Linked DNA regions of Hordeum vulgare: region 2 is linked to region 1. A link is a contact called in public Hi-C data. All regions are on one chromosome and are shown on one strand. Each heading gives the region's core, a stretch centred on a gene start, on an enhancer-like site or on the middle of the called end of the contact. The rest is flanking DNA. Distances are from core to core; before and after follow the strand shown. Region 1 holds the start of LOC123445039. Region 2 holds the start of LOC123442023 (phospholipase A1 EG1, chloroplastic/mitochondrial-like).

Evidence for each region. A called contact is a pair of places that touch in the nucleus more often than the background predicts.
Region 2: a contact with region 1 is called in a Hi-C map of leaf, with 4 times the contacts expected there. The contact joins the promoter of LOC123442023 here to the promoter of LOC123445039 in region 1. A contact is called at or near these places in 5 of 6 Hi-C or Micro-C datasets (leaf and seedling) and 1 of 1 datasets of contacts at active chromatin or transcription factors (embryo).

What each region holds. Positions count from the first base shown.
Region 1 is chr3H:558,458,422-558,461,502 of MorexV3_pseudomolecules_assembly, forward strand. It overlaps LOC123445039, which reads left to right and starts at 1,530. Exons shown (of 6, transcript XM_045121955.1): 1 at 1,530-1,654; 2 at 1,745-1,959. The coding sequence starts at 1,552.
Region 2 is chr3H:558,691,138-558,693,869 of MorexV3_pseudomolecules_assembly, forward strand. LOC123442023 (phospholipase A1 EG1, chloroplastic/mitochondrial-like) reads right to left here and starts at 1,337. Exons shown (of 1, transcript XM_045118151.1): 1 at 1-1,337. The coding sequence starts at 1,337.

The sequences.
Region 1 (3,081 bases), core at 280-2,779:
CAACCCCACTTAAATCCTAAGATGAAGGAAGTGATAAGAACTGAAATACTAAAGCTTCAGAAGGCAGGTATAACTTATCCTGTTGCTAATAGTAGATGTGTAAATCATGTTCATTGTTTTCGTTAGAAAGAAGGTATAACTGTTGTTCCTAATGATAAAAATGATCTTATTCCTCGAAGAATTGTAACTGGTTATAGGATGGTCATTAATTTCTAGAAATTAAACAAAGCTACTAGAAAAGATCATTACCCCTTGCTTTTTGTTGATCAAATGTTAGAAATATTATCTAAGCCTACAAATTTTTTCTTAATGGATATTCTCGTTTCTTTCAAATACCCGTGTCAAAAGAAGACCGAGAGAAAACTACTTTCACATGCCCTTTTGAAACTTATGCTTATAGACGTATGGCTTTTGGTTTATGCAATGCACGTGCCATCTTTCAAAGATGTATGACTGTTATATTCTTTGACTTTTGTGAAAAGATTGTTGAGGTGTTCATGGAAGATTTTTCTGTTTACGAGACTTTTTTTATGATTGCTTGAGTAACCTTGATCGATTTTTGCAGAAATGTGAAGAAACTAATGTTGTCTTGAATTGGGAGAAGCGTCACTTTATGATGAATGAAGGTATAATACTTGGGCATAAGATTTCTGAACGAGGTATTGAGGTTGGCAAATCTAAGGTTGATGCAATCGAGAAAATGCATGTCCCCAAGACGCTAAAGGTATAAGGAGTTTTATTGGTCATGCTCGTTTCTATAGGCGTTTCATTAAAGATTTCTTGACCATTAAATAATCTTCTTCAAAAAGATATTTCATTTGTTTTTTATGATGGTTGTGTAGAAGCCTTTGAAATACTTAAGAAAGCCTTAATTTCTGCACCTCTTGTTCAATCACCTCGAGCAACAAGTTCATTGACTCGTGGCTCGACAAGAGGAATGGTTTCTCACGCAGAGTGCCCTCAGGCTTTGACTCCTTTGTCATTGGGACGGCGTGGGCAATTTGGAAGCAAAGAAACGCGAGAGTATTTAACAGAACGCAAGAACATAGGACCCCTCATCAACTCACTTTGCAGGTGCTCGCGGGAAGCAAAGAATGACGGATGGCGGGATTGGGTATCGGAGCCTTATACCCATTTGTGAGATAGTAGCTTTCGTTTATTTGTTAGGTGTAGTGTGGAGTAAACCAAACAGGACGTTCGCATCCATGTTCCGGTCTTGTAAATGCTTTTTCTGGCTTCGATAAAATATGATAAGCATTGGCGTATTCTTGAAAAAAAATAGTTAACTTTTTTATAGAAATATTAATAAACAAATCAAAAGTGTCTGCCTGCGCTGTGCGGAATTGTTTGGGCCCAGCCTAAAAGGCTGTAGGCCGGGCCTGGGGAAATCTCACGCTGCTAGTCCGAGAGGTAACGAAATGACAGCCCAATCCATGCCGCGGCCGGGTGCGAGTGCGACGCCGCGCTGCTTCTGATCCGGAAGTGGCGCATTTTAGTTTTCTGTTTTTCCAGTTTCGCTCCTCAAAGGCTCAAACTCCTCCGGGTCTGTCAATGCCGGGCCCCTCCGCCTCCGCCCCCCCCTGCCGCTTCGCCGCCCGCTGGGCGGCCGACGCCCTCGCCGGCGACGAGGCCCTCGACTTCTCCTTCGTCAAAGGTAGTGTCAGTACCGTGAGAGGGCCCTCTGCGTATGCCGTTCGCGTCGGCCCTTTCGTTGATCTCACCTAGGGTTATCGGTGCTCCGCAGCGCTGGTGGGCGTCTTGCCGGAGTCCCTCGCGGGCGCGCCGGAGGCTACGCGGGATAGGGTTGCGCTTCGATGCCTGCGGGAGGTCGTCTCCCTCGCCGCCCCGGGCGAGGGCGAGGTCGCCGCGACGCCGGCGGTGGCGGAGGTCGAGTCCGGGACGCTTAGGGTTGATGCCTCCCGCTCCTGTGAGGAATTGCTGATTGAGTTGCTTGGACAGGTATGCTGTGCTTTGTTTTACTAAGTGCATTCTGGTTGTTCAGAACTTCGGATCCCTGATTTATCCTTTTGTCACTGAAACAATATTTGTGCAATGGGGCGATTGAAGATTCGTTCAGGCAGAAAAGTATAGCAAGATGGAACATACCGTCTCTGCATTTGCTCCTGAGTAATGTGCTAGTTAGATTAAATCTTGTCCAGACCATGATGCAAAGTCAGACCAGAACTCATAATCTTAATTCCTTCCTTAAATAATGCAAAGCATACTCGTTCAAGCTTGACCCATCCGATGGGCAAAGTGTAGTCCTTGCAGTTAAAAGTTGTAGACAATACATCAATTGATTCCATCGATGATGCTTGTTATTTAATTTTGCATTTCTTCCGATGGTGGTAGAGTGATGTTTTCGCTGATTCATAAACTGATCGTGTTTAGTGACAATAGCCGTGAACATAACAAGTGAACACGTTGCATATTGTTTGCAGTATGTAAAATAGCATGTGTTTTATCAATGACTCAAAATATGGCAGCATTCTAAATTCTGACAGGCATCTCATTTTTGGTAGTTTGTCAAACAGTAGTGGGCTTTTGTGAGGCTGAAAGCAAGCATCCACCTTTTAATAAGTTACATTCTCTGTGGAGAACTTATCTACTTGTACCTAATGACTTGTTCACTGATCCAGTGTTGTAGTTCACCAATGCTGCTAGGCTAGACGATGTTATTATTTGAGCTCATGTTTCTTGTGATATGAAACATGATATATCCCTTGGCAGTTGCGTCTCAAGTCCTCCCAAGTGCAAACGCCCAACATGCATTACCTTAGCAAACGGTATTCCAGCAAGTTATACATTTACGATATCCCTAAAGATCATAACAGCATCACTTTACAGTTAAATATTAAAATTCTTCAATTTGTGTGAGGAGCAAGGATGCCATGTTAGATACTGCATAACATAATTATGCATGTTTTTAATGATTTCACTTTTCTGGTGCTCTTTTATAATTAAATTTCCTTATAACTTAACAATCATCATATGTTCTGGTGTCTTTAATTATGTGGTAGCTAATGCATGCTGCAATTTAGTTAGTGCCCAGATGTTTTTGAATTTTTTGCTTTACATGAA
Region 2 (2,732 bases), core at 87-2,586, 230 kb after region 1:
CCCATCTGCAGGGCCGCGTACTGCCACTGCAATGCGCCGGCGCGCTGCCGCCCCACGAACTCCATCACCTTGCCGACCACGCCGCCGCCGCCCTCGCCCGCTGCCTCGGCGGCCGCCGCCGGAGGCTTCTTCAGCAATGCGATGTAGGTGCCGAGGTCGTGCACGGCGGCTGGGTCGCGGGCGCTGAAGTAGTCGAGCGGCAGCTCCACGCCGACGTGGGTGTAGCAGGACGCGCGCCACGGGCGGAGCACCCCCGTCGTGGCCTCGTTCAGGAGGATGCCGGGGAGCTTGGTGATCGGGTCGTGGACGTTGGCCACGCGGAGCGCCTTCACGCCCAGCTCGTCGCACCGCGCCTTGAACGCCGCGTTGCCCACCCTCGGCCCGCCGAAGGAGAAGACGGTCACCGGCGCGGCGCGGTTCAGGCCCAGCTCCGCGAGGTCGTAGGCCAGGAGCAGCGCGAGGGCGCTGCCCATGCTGTGCCCGGCGAGGGTCACGCTCACGTCCTCGCCCTTCTTGCCCGAGTGCGCGTCGACGAGGCGGGAGACCTCGCGGAGGAGCTGCTCCCGGCAGCTGCCGGCGCCGCCGAATCGGCACGTCTTATCGGCGGAGGTGTAGAGGCTGAGGAAGCCGGACTCGACCATGACGTCCGGGCGCGGGTCGCAGGGGTCGAGCCGCGCCGGCTCGAGGGAGCTCATGAAGTTGGCCATCCACTCGGCGGGGGTGACGGTGCCGCGGAACGACACGAGCACGTCCCGCCGCCCGAGCCGCCGGGTCATCTCGTCCGTGGACACCGCCACGTAGCCGATCCACCTCCCGCGCCCGCTGGTGGAGGCCTCCATGGTGGGCACGGTCATCACGTCCGGCGCCGCGTAGATGTACTTGGTCACCTCGTACCCGGCGCCGGCCATGCCCACCTCCTCCAGCATCCGCTCCTTGCCGTACTTGCAGTTGAGGTACCGGCGCGAGGCCCGGTCGAGGTCGAATGCCTTGTAGCAGGCGTCCACCAGCTCGCCGTACCGCGCCACCTCGCTCCGCAGAGCGGGCGCCGGTCCATCGATCCCGAGCAGCTCCTCCCAGTCGTCGCACCCCTGAAGCTGCCGCCACATGCCCGCGACGGACGCCGTCCTCCGCGGGCCGCGTCTCGCCGCCGCCACCGGCACGGCCGCGATCGCCGACGTGGATGCGCAGCCCTCCGCCGTCAAGGCCGCGGCCGCTCTGCACCGCGCGGCCCGGCTCATCGGCTGGCTCCCGGCGCCGTAGAGCGTGGCGCATTGCGGCTTGAGCGCCATTGCTGCAATCGAGGAGGTGGCGTTTGCGGTGGCGGGCGCGAAGGCCATGAGCTAGCAGGTGCGCTGCGATCGAGGCGGTGGGAACGCGAAGACCATAGAGAGCGAGGGAGAGGGGGGGAGGAGAATGGCAGCGACGAGGATGATGGTGCATGGGGCGCGCGCGCGGGAGGGCATATAAAGGGTCCGCGGGACACCTCGGCTTGCGGTGGCTTGCACGCATGTCCCAATCCGCGCTGTGCGTCGGTACAGTGCTGAGTCTCCAAGCCAGTCACTCAGGAACGGGGGAAGCTGCCACAGCCGCTGCCGCCGCGCCCCTTTTCGGAATAATAACCAACTTGGCCATGACAGCCGCGCAACCACACCGCACCTCGATCGACCGGCAGAAACCCGAAAGAGAAATCGAGAAGTACTGCGACGACGACGACGACGACGACGGCTGCCGGTGATTGGAACGCGCACGTAATTCTCGTCTCGCGGGGGGGGGGGGGGGGGGGGAGTTTTTGACCGCCGTGGAAAGATCGTTTTCACCCGTCGGAGATTGTTTGGCGAGCGATTGACCGCTGGACGGACGGTTCGGACAATTGGACGGAGCACTTTGAGTTGGGATTGGTGCTGGGGGATTGATGGATGGATGGGCAGACAGATAGATGCGTACATACACGGTCATAATCATAATCGTATGCATATTATTCAACTCATGAGTCGTGATCGGGAGGAACGGAATCTCGGATTGGTTGGATCCTGCCTGGCCTTGGTTTCTCTCAGGATCACATAAAAATATTGAGCCCGTACCAGGTTTTCAGGCAGGTAGATGTATATGCTGCTGCCTCAGTGGAAGCAGAGCGGCATTCAGCTCCCCTACCTCCCTCCCTAGGTCAAGCCTGAACTGAACTGAAGGGGTGGTTCTTTCTTCTTTCTTTCGGAGAAGAGACTCTGTTGGTCAGTGAGATGCTAGCTAGAGTAGCACATTCACCTCAATTGCAGACCAATGACCAATTACAGTTAACCATCAGCTCCTGGAAAAGAGAGTGAGGACGCAACCAGTCCAGAGTCCAGACAGCTTAACCGCGCAAGCTGACAAGAACTGCTAGGTTAGCCAATCCCGCTGCTCCAAATGCTGATATGCATACACCAATGGAGTCTTGGATCAGAACTCCTGCGGGCACCGCAGGAGCGGGGACACAGTTGAGTGCAGCACGGCGGCGAGGACGTGCGCCGCGCCACCGTCACCATGCCATTGCCATCCATCATTGATCATTCCTTGCGTAAATCAACCCGCGCCCAAGGTCGTCGTAGGGGGGCCAGACCGAGACCAGCAGTACAGCCTACGCCACGGCGGAGCGGAGCGGAGGCGGAGAGAATTGATGCCGAAAAGCTTGGGTCGATCGGTCGCCCGTCCCTCGGCGATTAATGGCGCAATTAAGGGCGCCGGTTGAGGTCGTC